Linked DNA regions of Pan troglodytes: region 2 is linked to region 1. Evidence: chromatin contacts called from public HiChIP or PLAC-seq data. All regions are on one chromosome and are shown on one strand. The core of a region is the stretch at or near the end of the contact, and the rest is flanking DNA. Distances in the headings are between cores, read along the strand shown. Region 1 holds the start of SEC24B (SEC24 homolog B, COPII coat complex component). Region 2 holds the start of GAR1 (GAR1 ribonucleoprotein).

The links. HiChIP or PLAC-seq counts read pairs in DNA pulled down with a chosen protein or histone mark.
Region 2: a contact with region 1 is called in an H3K4me3 HiChIP or PLAC-seq map of stem cell-derived excitatory neurons, with 6 times the contacts expected there. The contact joins the promoter of GAR1 here to the promoter of SEC24B in region 1. A contact is called at or near these places in 5 of 7 Hi-C or Micro-C datasets (blood, induced pluripotent stem cells, a lymphoblastoid cell line and 1 more), 1 of 1 datasets of contacts at active chromatin or transcription factors (stem cell-derived excitatory neurons) and 1 of 1 other capture datasets (stem cell-derived neural stem cells).

The regions. Positions count from the first base shown.
Region 1 is chr3:110,889,229-110,894,057 of NHGRI_mPanTro3-v2.0_pri, reverse strand. It overlaps SEC24B (SEC24 homolog B, COPII coat complex component), which reads right to left and starts at 2,376. Exons shown (of 23, transcript XM_016952010.3): 1 at 1,967-2,376. The coding sequence starts at 2,099. LOC104006165 (a long non-coding RNA gene) reads left to right here and starts at 3,184. Exons shown (of 6, transcript XR_010156667.1): 1 at 3,184-3,571; 2 at 3,868-4,031; 3 at 4,226-4,280.
Region 2 is chr3:111,266,582-111,271,415 of NHGRI_mPanTro3-v2.0_pri, reverse strand. It overlaps GAR1 (GAR1 ribonucleoprotein), which reads right to left and starts at 2,329. Exons shown (of 7, transcript XM_063809738.1): 1 at 2,259-2,329; 2 at 1,412-1,660. The coding sequence starts at 1,652. CFI (complement factor I) reads left to right here and starts at 2,305. Exons shown (of 15, transcript XM_063809737.1): 1 at 2,305-2,449; 2 at 2,836-2,973.

The DNA.
Region 1 (4,829 bases), core at 1,127-3,626:
TCCAAACTTTAGTTCATGCTGTAACCTCTGCCTAGAGTCAACCTTTCCCTCCCACCCCAACCTGTCCAGTCCCTCAAGGCTAGCCAGAACCAATCAAACATTACCAAATACAGGGCAAGTCAGGAGAGAGGCAGGGACTCTGTCTCATCTGCTACCCTAACCTTGAGTCCCCAACTGGTAAGCATGCAATAAATGTTGAAATGATTATTGCAACATTAAAGGAAAGTAGTGATTATAAACAAGAGAACTCAAGCATCATCTATATTTGGCATCAAAACATTGATTTGTTCTTACAGATTTTAACATCCTGATTACACTTGGCTGAGTACATATCCTGGCATTCTTGAGTGTTCACAAAATTTATAAGGCTGTAATAAACATTTGCCACTTTAAAAACTGTTCACTAAGATGATAATGCATATTCAGAAAATCAAGGAAAGACACAATCCTTGAATCACTGGTAAACATGAGTCTACGATGTTCTAAAAGACTTGGGCTCTTTTACTAAATTATCGTGTTCTAGTTCCTTCATAAAGCTATTTTAAAAACAAACAAAAACAAGAACTTATATTAAGGTTACAAGAACAAACACTGCTCACAAATAGTATTTTTACATTTGTTCAGAACAGGTGTACAACACCAATAACACTGGTCATATCCAAAAGCGATTATAGTAAACAATGACTACTGAGAGTACAGCATGTAATACTGATAGGTAAGGCTGATCCAAAGAATATTAAGGCTAAAGTATCACTCAACTTCTGATCCTCAGGACAAACGATACACTTCATGTTTGAAAAGCATCAGTTGTAAAACTTAGATGTTGATTAAACTAATTCATAAAGTCCAGCAGATTTTCATTAGGAAATTAGATAAAACAGGTCAATCATCTGGAGAGTACTAATGCAGTTTGGTTCTCGTACCAACACAGGACAGAGGTATTTTTCTAAATTCAGTCAATTACTTTCCAAGGTTCTCATCTGACATACTAAGAAGTCTGTAAGGAGAATTCCTCCACCCTTGGCCCCTATCCGCGAACATTCCAAATCTCAGCATTAGGGAATGCATATCCTAGAGACGATCATTTTGCAGCCTACTAAAAGCCCACGACCTTAATATGAAAGCGGCTTTCGTGTTGCATTTGGCTGCTGCCTGTATGAAGGCCCTGCCTCAAAGCAGGGCCAACTCTGGCACGTTTTTCCATCTCTGAAAGTGGAGCTAGGAAAAACACCCAGATCTAAAGATGTTCGTTTAAATCCGTTTACATCTGCTCCCTTTCAAACACTACAAGCAAACTCCAAAAGCTTGAGCAGCAGCCGCAGCGGCAATGACAGTTCTTGAGGCCGAACTGGGTCAGGGTTACAGTTACACTTATATAGCATATTTACACCCTTTTGTCTACAAACTTGAGTGCAAACTTAAGTTTCCTCAAGGCAGCGTGTTCGCTGGGCCTCGGGAACCGAAGCAATTTTCCTGAGACAGGAAGGGCACAATCCACCCTGCTGGGTGGCTGCACCAGCCTTCTCCGGACCACGCACTCAGCGGCCTCGGCTTCTGGCCAGCTCTCGCAGCCAAGGGGTCGCTCGGGGCAACTCGCCCGCGTCCAGGCTAGGTAACTGGGTTTTACTACGTGGGCTCCCAGCTTTTCAGTCGCCCCTACTCGCCCCAGGCCGTTTCGGGCCTGGGGTCGCATTACATAAACAGCCACGGCCCCAGCTTTCCCAGGCCGGCCCCCGCCCCCACGCCAGGGGCGTCCCACCCCCGCGCGCCCCGCGCCGTGCCTTCCCTGCCCCCTACCCGCACCCAACCCGGACCCCGCGGCCTCCGCACCGCGCCCGCTCCCCTCCCTCGGGCCGGGCCTGGCCCCGAACGCCCTTCCCGGCCCGGCCCGCCCCGCCCCGATGTGGCCGTGCAGGCCGCCCAGCCGGTGCTAGGCCCCGCGCTCCGCCCGGGCCGCCCGCCTCACCGTTCTGCTGGTGCGGCGCCGGGCCCGCACCCGGGCCCGCGGGCGCTGCGGCTCCTGAGACGGCCGCTCCGCCGAACTTGGGCGGGATCCGGGCGCTGGCGGCCGGGTGAGAGGACCCGGCGGGGGCCGACATGACGGCGCTGGTGGCGACGGCGGCTCCGCTTCAGGGAGGTGGGCGGAGGGAAGGGAAGGCGGGGCCGGAGAGGAGAGAGGAAGAGGAAGGAACGCGCCTGGCGTCACTGAGGGTGTCACCCGGGACCGCGGCTCAGGTGCCCAAGCTTCTCCGCGAGCCCAGCGCTGCCGCTCCGCGGCCGCCGCGGGCGCGGGGATCCTGGGTCGCTCCGCCTTGACCCACGCGCCCCACGCCCCGGGACTTACACCTGGGGTCGCTCCCCGCACGCGCGGGCCTCGCGCCGGTGCCGCCGCAGCGCCCCCTGCAGGCCGGAGCCGAGCTGGCCCAGGCCTGAGTCTGGCCCGGGGTTCCGTGCCCCCAGTGCCGGCCCCGCGGCTGCTGCTCCGGCCCGGCCAGGCTGCCTTCGTGTTGAGGCGAAAGGACTGGGCCTCAGTGGGTGAAGGGACCGGGTGGCCCGCTTCCACCTAGGGCAGAGGCTTGATCGGCCGCGGCGAGGCTGGGCCCAGCATTACTGGGAGGGGAACTTGAGAGCCGCGGGTTGATGTTCGGAGCTCAGGCGACGACTGACCACCCACCCTTCCTCGAAGAGGAACAATGGCTTGGGTTTGGTTTTTAATTTTTGATTCCCCCACCTCCCCTTTCTTGATTCCAAAGGAAATATAGCATTCAAGCGCCATGTCTGTTGGGAATATATAATTCCTTGGCAAAGAAAGAGGAAACATTTCTCTGATAAACACAAGAATCTCAGTAAGAATTGCATTATTGAGAACTTTTCCCACTGATAAAGTAGGGAAGAGGAAGGGGAAAATAGGGTAAGGGAATGCTGGAAGACAAACTTTAAACTTTATCTCCTTTTTTTTTTTTTTTTTTTTGTCAATTGTTGGTGCATCCTGTTGGTGTTCCGAGAAGTTGTGGCTCAGCTTGCTTTGTCTACATTAGTGGAATCTTTAAGTCTTTCTGGTCTGTCTCAGCATACTCACTGGCAGGCCCTAGACTACATTACCCAAGTCATTTTGCCGTCTTGGAATCCTGAGTATGTCATCACTCTGTATTGGAGATGAGATTGCTCAGAAACACTGAATTCAGAATGGGATCTAGCAAGATGGTATTTCTGGAGCAATAAGTCATTTACTGAATGATTATGCAAAGCATAAATTGCATTATAGTCCTAGAATAATACAAAGCTTCCCTTTAGTTGTTGCCGTAAATTAATAACTGGCATTTTAATGCACTAAATGAATTTTAGTAGTTAGATTTATATCTTTGACTTCTAGGAATTTCAACTACGTTAGAGTTCATATACACAGAAGGGGCAAGCCCTTTTCCACAGCATTTCCAGCTTCGCCACAGAAACCTAGCCCCACATGAGCAAAAGATCACACTCTGTGCTTCATCAAAGAGATTACACAATTACAGATTCCAGCATCTCCCAGGAGTCCTTTGAATTTGGATTAAGGTCTATAATTACGTGGGTAAGGGAATAACTAGGTAATTGGCTTTCTGCACCTGGAATGTATTCTCCTGGGTATAAGAGGCTCATTTTAATCAGAAATATATGGGATGAAAGTGAACCCTGTCTCTTAAGGGGAGACTCCTTAAGAGGAGGATTGGGGCCCTGTGTTTTAATAGATCTTCTCCACAATCTTTAATACCTAAGCTCCTTCCCCTTGTCCACTAATTTGCTGTAGAATTTTTCTAGCATGTTTATGATGGTGTTCAGGGCACACTACCCCAAAATATAACACCTTGGCATATTGAATGTTTTAAGCTGATGGAATTTGAGAAATGGCAGGTGTGAGGACTCTGACCTTCCCATGAAGCAGGTCATAAGACCCTCATGTGAGAGATGCCCTCTCTATACCTGGAGAAAAGAAGCAGTCTTATTTGTGAAGACAGAGAGACGCCAAGAGGAATCTAAATGAATAGGCCTTGGTAGGTTTCCCCCAGTTTACTGCCCTTAGCCCATCTTTTTGTCTTATCACAGTTTTCCATAACAGTCTACTCTTCATCAAGCTTGGTATAAAACGCTCAGGTTTCTTCAGATCTTCGTTTCCTTATGAAGGCTCCGGTGCCATGTAAAACTTACATTAAATATTATACATTCATATGCCTTTCTTTTGTTACAGGAACCCCACACGCACGGGCCTTGTGCTGTCGCTGCCGTGGCACCCCTTCTAGAAGGTAGATATTTTTCCTCCTGACAAACACTACAACCTTTATGAAAATATTTCACTCTTTTGCTTTAATTTCCATTACTACTATAAGTGAAAAAAGGATGAAGAATTGAATGAATAGGATTGAACCATCTACTAGGCACGGTGCTTGTAAATCTAGATATGTATTTTTTTCTATTTAATCCTAACAATAACTCCATGGGATATTTTTCTTATCCCTATTTTATCTGTGAAGAAACTAATGTTTATAGAGCTCAAGTAATCTTAGTAAAAATCATGAACCTGGAATTAGCAGAACCAGCGGTCAAACCAAGGTTTATTTAGCTCCAGACCATTGCTTTACTATAAACTATACTGGGTTAATTTACATTTTTCTTCATAAAGCTATGCTAGTTATGATTTACTGTCTTGCTGTCAAAAGATTTTCAGTTTTTCATATTTAGAATTTGTTCCAGTATACTCTACAATGGTAGATCTCAGAGTTTTTGAAATGCAGATTTGTGGGCCCAAACCCTGGACCTACTGATTCAGAAGTGGTGGAGATAGGGCCCTACAG
Region 2 (4,834 bases), core at 1,080-3,579, 380 kb before region 1:
GCTGGTATACCAACTCCACAACACACTAGCTATGTGACCTAGGAGAAGTTACCCACCCTCTCTCTAATTCAGTGTCTCATTTTTAGTATGCACTAATAACATATAATGTATAGCTATACCTAATATACAGTAATGTAAGCACTCAATGGAATAACAGATGTCAAGTGCTTAGAACAGTGCCTGGCACATTGACACCATTCAACCTGTAACAGTTATGTTATTATAACTTATTATCTGATTCAAAACTCTGCTTCATTCTCTTAGTTCTCCCTTTTCTTCAATGCCTAACAGAATCAGCCTTCATTCTTTTTTTTTTTTTTTATCTTGCCTTAGAACTTTTCCATTCCCACTACCACTTCTTTAACAATGATTCATTGTTTTCAAGGACATCTGGAATCTCAAAATAACTACCTTTATTTCTAAGTAGACTGTCACCCCAAACTAAAATACCACATTCCTGCAAAACCAAGTCTTCATTCCTATCACCCAAGCTCAAAACCTGGAACCCTTTATTATCAGCATTAGCTAAGTTCTACCGATTTTGTTTCCTTTGAAATCTCTCTCCTATCTAACCCTTCCTTTTTTTTCCTCACTGTCACCATCCTGATTCAGGCTCTCAAGGTCTCATGTATGGACTGGTACAACAGCTTGTGGGCTGGGACCTTTTATTCTAGAAACTGCTCCTTTCAAACCATCCTGCATACTCATCCAAGCCATTCTTAGTTAGACACTATTCATCCTCTCTCCTCTTTAATGTAGTAAGTTTCACTTTCTGTGACTTCCATTCCCATCTCATTGTTAATTACTCTAAAACTACCCTAAATAGGTATTTTTCTAGATTTCCTCTCTGGCAGTTTCCCTCTCAAGCAAATTGTTTTCTCACTTATCTACTTTTGAGTAGTAACAGAAAGCATGGGCTTTGGAGTCAGAATACTTGGCTTTGTATTTCTTTCTTTTCTGTACAGACAGGGTCTCCTGCTTTATTATCCAGGCTGGTCTCTAACTCCCGGCTTCAAAAGATCCTCCCGTCTTAGCTTCCCAAAGTGTTGGGATTACAGGCGTGAGCCCGCACCCAGCCTGTATTTCAGCTATATCACTAATTGATCACTTATCACTAACCTTATAACCCTAGCAAAAAAACTTAACCCTAAATCATAGTTTTCTCATCTGTAAAATCGGGGAATTAGGGATAAGTACTCACGATTACCTATTTAATATCTTCCTGTCAACCCTCAAGTTCCACCCCCATGATGCATTCTAAGTATCCCTCAGCTTTCTTGATCTCCCAACTCCACACTTACATGCTACATTCTCCACACAGGCTTGTGTGTCCCAAACTTGCTGCCTAACAACACAAACCCCCAACCCACACCTACTCCTTCAAATAGGCTAAATATTGAAGACTGCATACAGACTACACGTTCTGGAGGTCCTTGGTCTTGGCCTTTGTTAAAGCCTCCGCGGCCACCCCCTCGTCCAAATCCTCCCCTGCCGCCGCCTCTGAAACTGCCGCCGCCTCCACCGCCGCCTCCACCTCGGAAGTGGTTGCTGCTGCCGCCTCGGTTGAAGCCGCCACCTCCACCGCCTCGGTTGAAGCCGCCACCTCCACCACCTCGATTAAAGCCTCCACGACCTCCGCCTCGAAAAGACATTCTCCTCCCTGATGAAAAAAAACGACCCATGTCTTCTAATCACTGTAGCCTCTGAGTATACTCCAACCCCTCGGAGTCCCGGTGAGAACACCATAAAGGAGACAAAAGCAGCCCTGTCACCTTACCCACGGTCAGACAGCCACCAACCTGATGGGTGAAGAGTTTACTTCTCCATGGTCTCGTGAGCGCCGACCGACCACACACCACCCTTGCCGCCCCATGATTAGTAACTCCTCCCCCTACAGACAGCACGGTCTTCGCACCGCATCCCCTTCCTTCCTCCCTCCCTCCGGCAGCTGGGTTCCACGTCCAGCATTTTCAAATCCTCCGGCTTCTACGGCCACTCACCGGCGCCACGTGCCCCTCTGGCCCTGGCCTCGCGCACACACCCACCCGCGGGGTACTTCCGCCGCGCTGGAACCTCCTCGGCTACCGTACCGCCACAGAGTTTTTTAAAGACCAGAAACTTTAATAACTGGTTTGCCAAAAAAAAAGCCAATCACCCGCGGAACAAGCAACACTGGTTCCAAAACAGCCTTTAGCGCTGGAAAAGTGGCAATAATAGATAACCTTAACCACTAATTTACAACAGAGGGGTCAACTTGCCTGACGCGGAGCCGTGGAAGTGACGTATAACAGCGGCGTCCTTTGCAGCACGACGTCCCGGAAGTGCTGCGGCAATGTTGCTCTTGGAGATAGCTGGCGTTAGGGATCCGCCTTCTCTCCCAGAGGCGGGGCAGGTTTCTGTTTGGTTGCCGCCCTAACGGCCAGAACTGAAGCACCTTGCAAGGAATGAGGTTGGTTCTTGAAGTCCGTGCTGACTGGCTGGGCGCATTTGCGCATTTGCTTCTCTGGCTGCAAAATGGCCCGCAACAGCACTCACTAATTTGTTGCTAACTTCAGCAACTGTGCGGACAGGTCTCTGAGGCTTCTGAGCCGCCCTATGTCCAGTAGATCTGGGCGCCTCAGAACCTGTCACAGCCGACGGAAGCGTTTATCTGAGTTTCTTGTTTCTTCCCAACCTTTTGATTTTCGCACCATTACGCGCTCAACTATGCCTCTTCTTTTGTCCTATGGTCTCAACTAATTAAAGGAAGAAAAGCAATGCATGTGTGTGTGTAATTTTAAAGAAACTATGCTGTCTTATGGAAAACCAAACCATCATTTTTATCTTTTGTACCAGATATTCAAGTATGTTTTGAGCACCGACGGGCTGTGAACTGGACTGTGCTGGAAGCTCCTCTCCCTCTTCTCTCTTTAAGCCCTTTATATTTGACATCAGCTTCCCCCACATTCTCCAAAGCTTCTCTCACAAATAAAGGTAATGACTTCCCATTTATTAAATTTGGTTGGAGTCTTTTACACCCAAACCCTCTGAGACCTTACCTTGATATTTGATCTCGTGTTTAGAAGAGGGTGGAACTTGGTACCTATCTAATTCAGAGGATTATTGTAAATGGGATTTTAAAATACCTTTGTAGGCGGGGCGCGGTGGCTCACGCCTGTAATCCCAGCACTTTGGGAGGCCAAGGCGGATGGATCACTTGAGGTCAGGAGTTCAAGACCAGCCTGGCCAATACGGTGAAACCCCTTCTCTACTAAAAATGTCAAAATTAGCCGGGCATGGTGGCACACGCCTGTAATCGCAGCTACTCGGGAGGCTGAGGCAGGAGAATCGCTTGAACCCGGGAGGCGGAGGTTGCCGTGAGCCGAGATCACGCCACTGCACTCCAGCCTGGACGACAGAGCAAGGCTTGGTCTCAAAACAAACAAAAAACAAAATAAGTGAGAGAGGAAACTTTACTTGTTCTTTTTCTTTTAGTTTAGTAAATGCTGCAATTTGATTTTAACGAATGTTGGTCTTTTTATGGGCCTATATAAGTGTATTATTTTTGAAACAAAAAATGAAAATTACCTATTTAGTGTGAAACCTTTGCTTGTCTTTTGCTGTGTATTTGCTCAATTCTGAATTGAACTTGAGATTGTCACACACAGATTGCATTTTCAACTGAAATGAGATGATTTTTGTCTTTACTCTTAAAACTTAGTAAGAAAAAGCTTGCTTGAACAAGAAGTTTAAAAGTATGTCAAAATGTTTATTACTTTCCTAAAAATGTCAAGCTGCTCTTCTTTCTCAGAAATCCAAAACTTGTAGAAGCACAAATCAGGCCAGGTGCTGTGGCTCACGCCTGTAATCCCAGCATTTTGGGAGGCTGAGGCAGGCAGATCACTTGTGGTCAGGAGTTCAAGACCAGCCTGGCCAACATGGTGAAACCCTGTCTCTACTAAAAATACAAAACTTAGCCAGGCGTGGTGGCGGGCGCCTGTAATCCTAGCTATTTGGGAGGCTGAGGCAGGAGAATCGCTTGAACCCGGGAGGCAGAGGTTGCAGTGAGCCAAGATCGCGCCACTGCATTCCAGCCTGGGTAACAGAGCAAGACTCCGTCTCAAAAAAAAAAAAAAAAAAAAAAAAAAAGAAGGAAAAACACAAATGAGTACATTTCATCTTATATCTACAGTCATACATTCACAAAGTTCTTCCTCTTTTCTCAAAGCCAGGTGCTCAGGCTGAGAAGATTCAAGGAAAGGGTTCCTCACTTAGTTATACAGTTGTGTTCTAGGGGAAGGAAAATATTGTTCGGTTTTGTTCTGCAATTCCCCATGGTGGTTTTCGGTAAGACTTGAGACTTCCTTATTCTAAAGTCCAAGCAGCAGTGGAAACATTTCAAGATCACTTTTTGCAATATAACTTTTCCAAAGATTCAATATTTATTTAAACCCAAAAATCTTGTCACTCGAAGTAAAACGATTTTCTCCAGGGCCTGAAGATCCTTGTTCAACTAGTTAATGTGATGAAAATGTCTGTTAAGTAGGTGATATAGTTTGAATGTTTGTTCCCTCCAAATCTCATGCTGAAATTTGATTCCCAGTGTCGTAGATGGGACCTGGTGGGAGGTGATTGGATCATGGGGGCAGAATTCTCATGAATGGCTTAGCACCATCCCCTTGGTGATAAGTGAGTTTTCACTCAGTTCACTTGAGATGTGGTTGTTTTAAGAGTCTGTGACCTCTTCTATTTCTCTCTTGCTCCCACTCATGCCATGTGACATGCTGGCTCCCCATCACCTTCCGCCATGATTGTAAGCTTCTAGAGACCTCACCAGAAACTGATGCCAGCACCA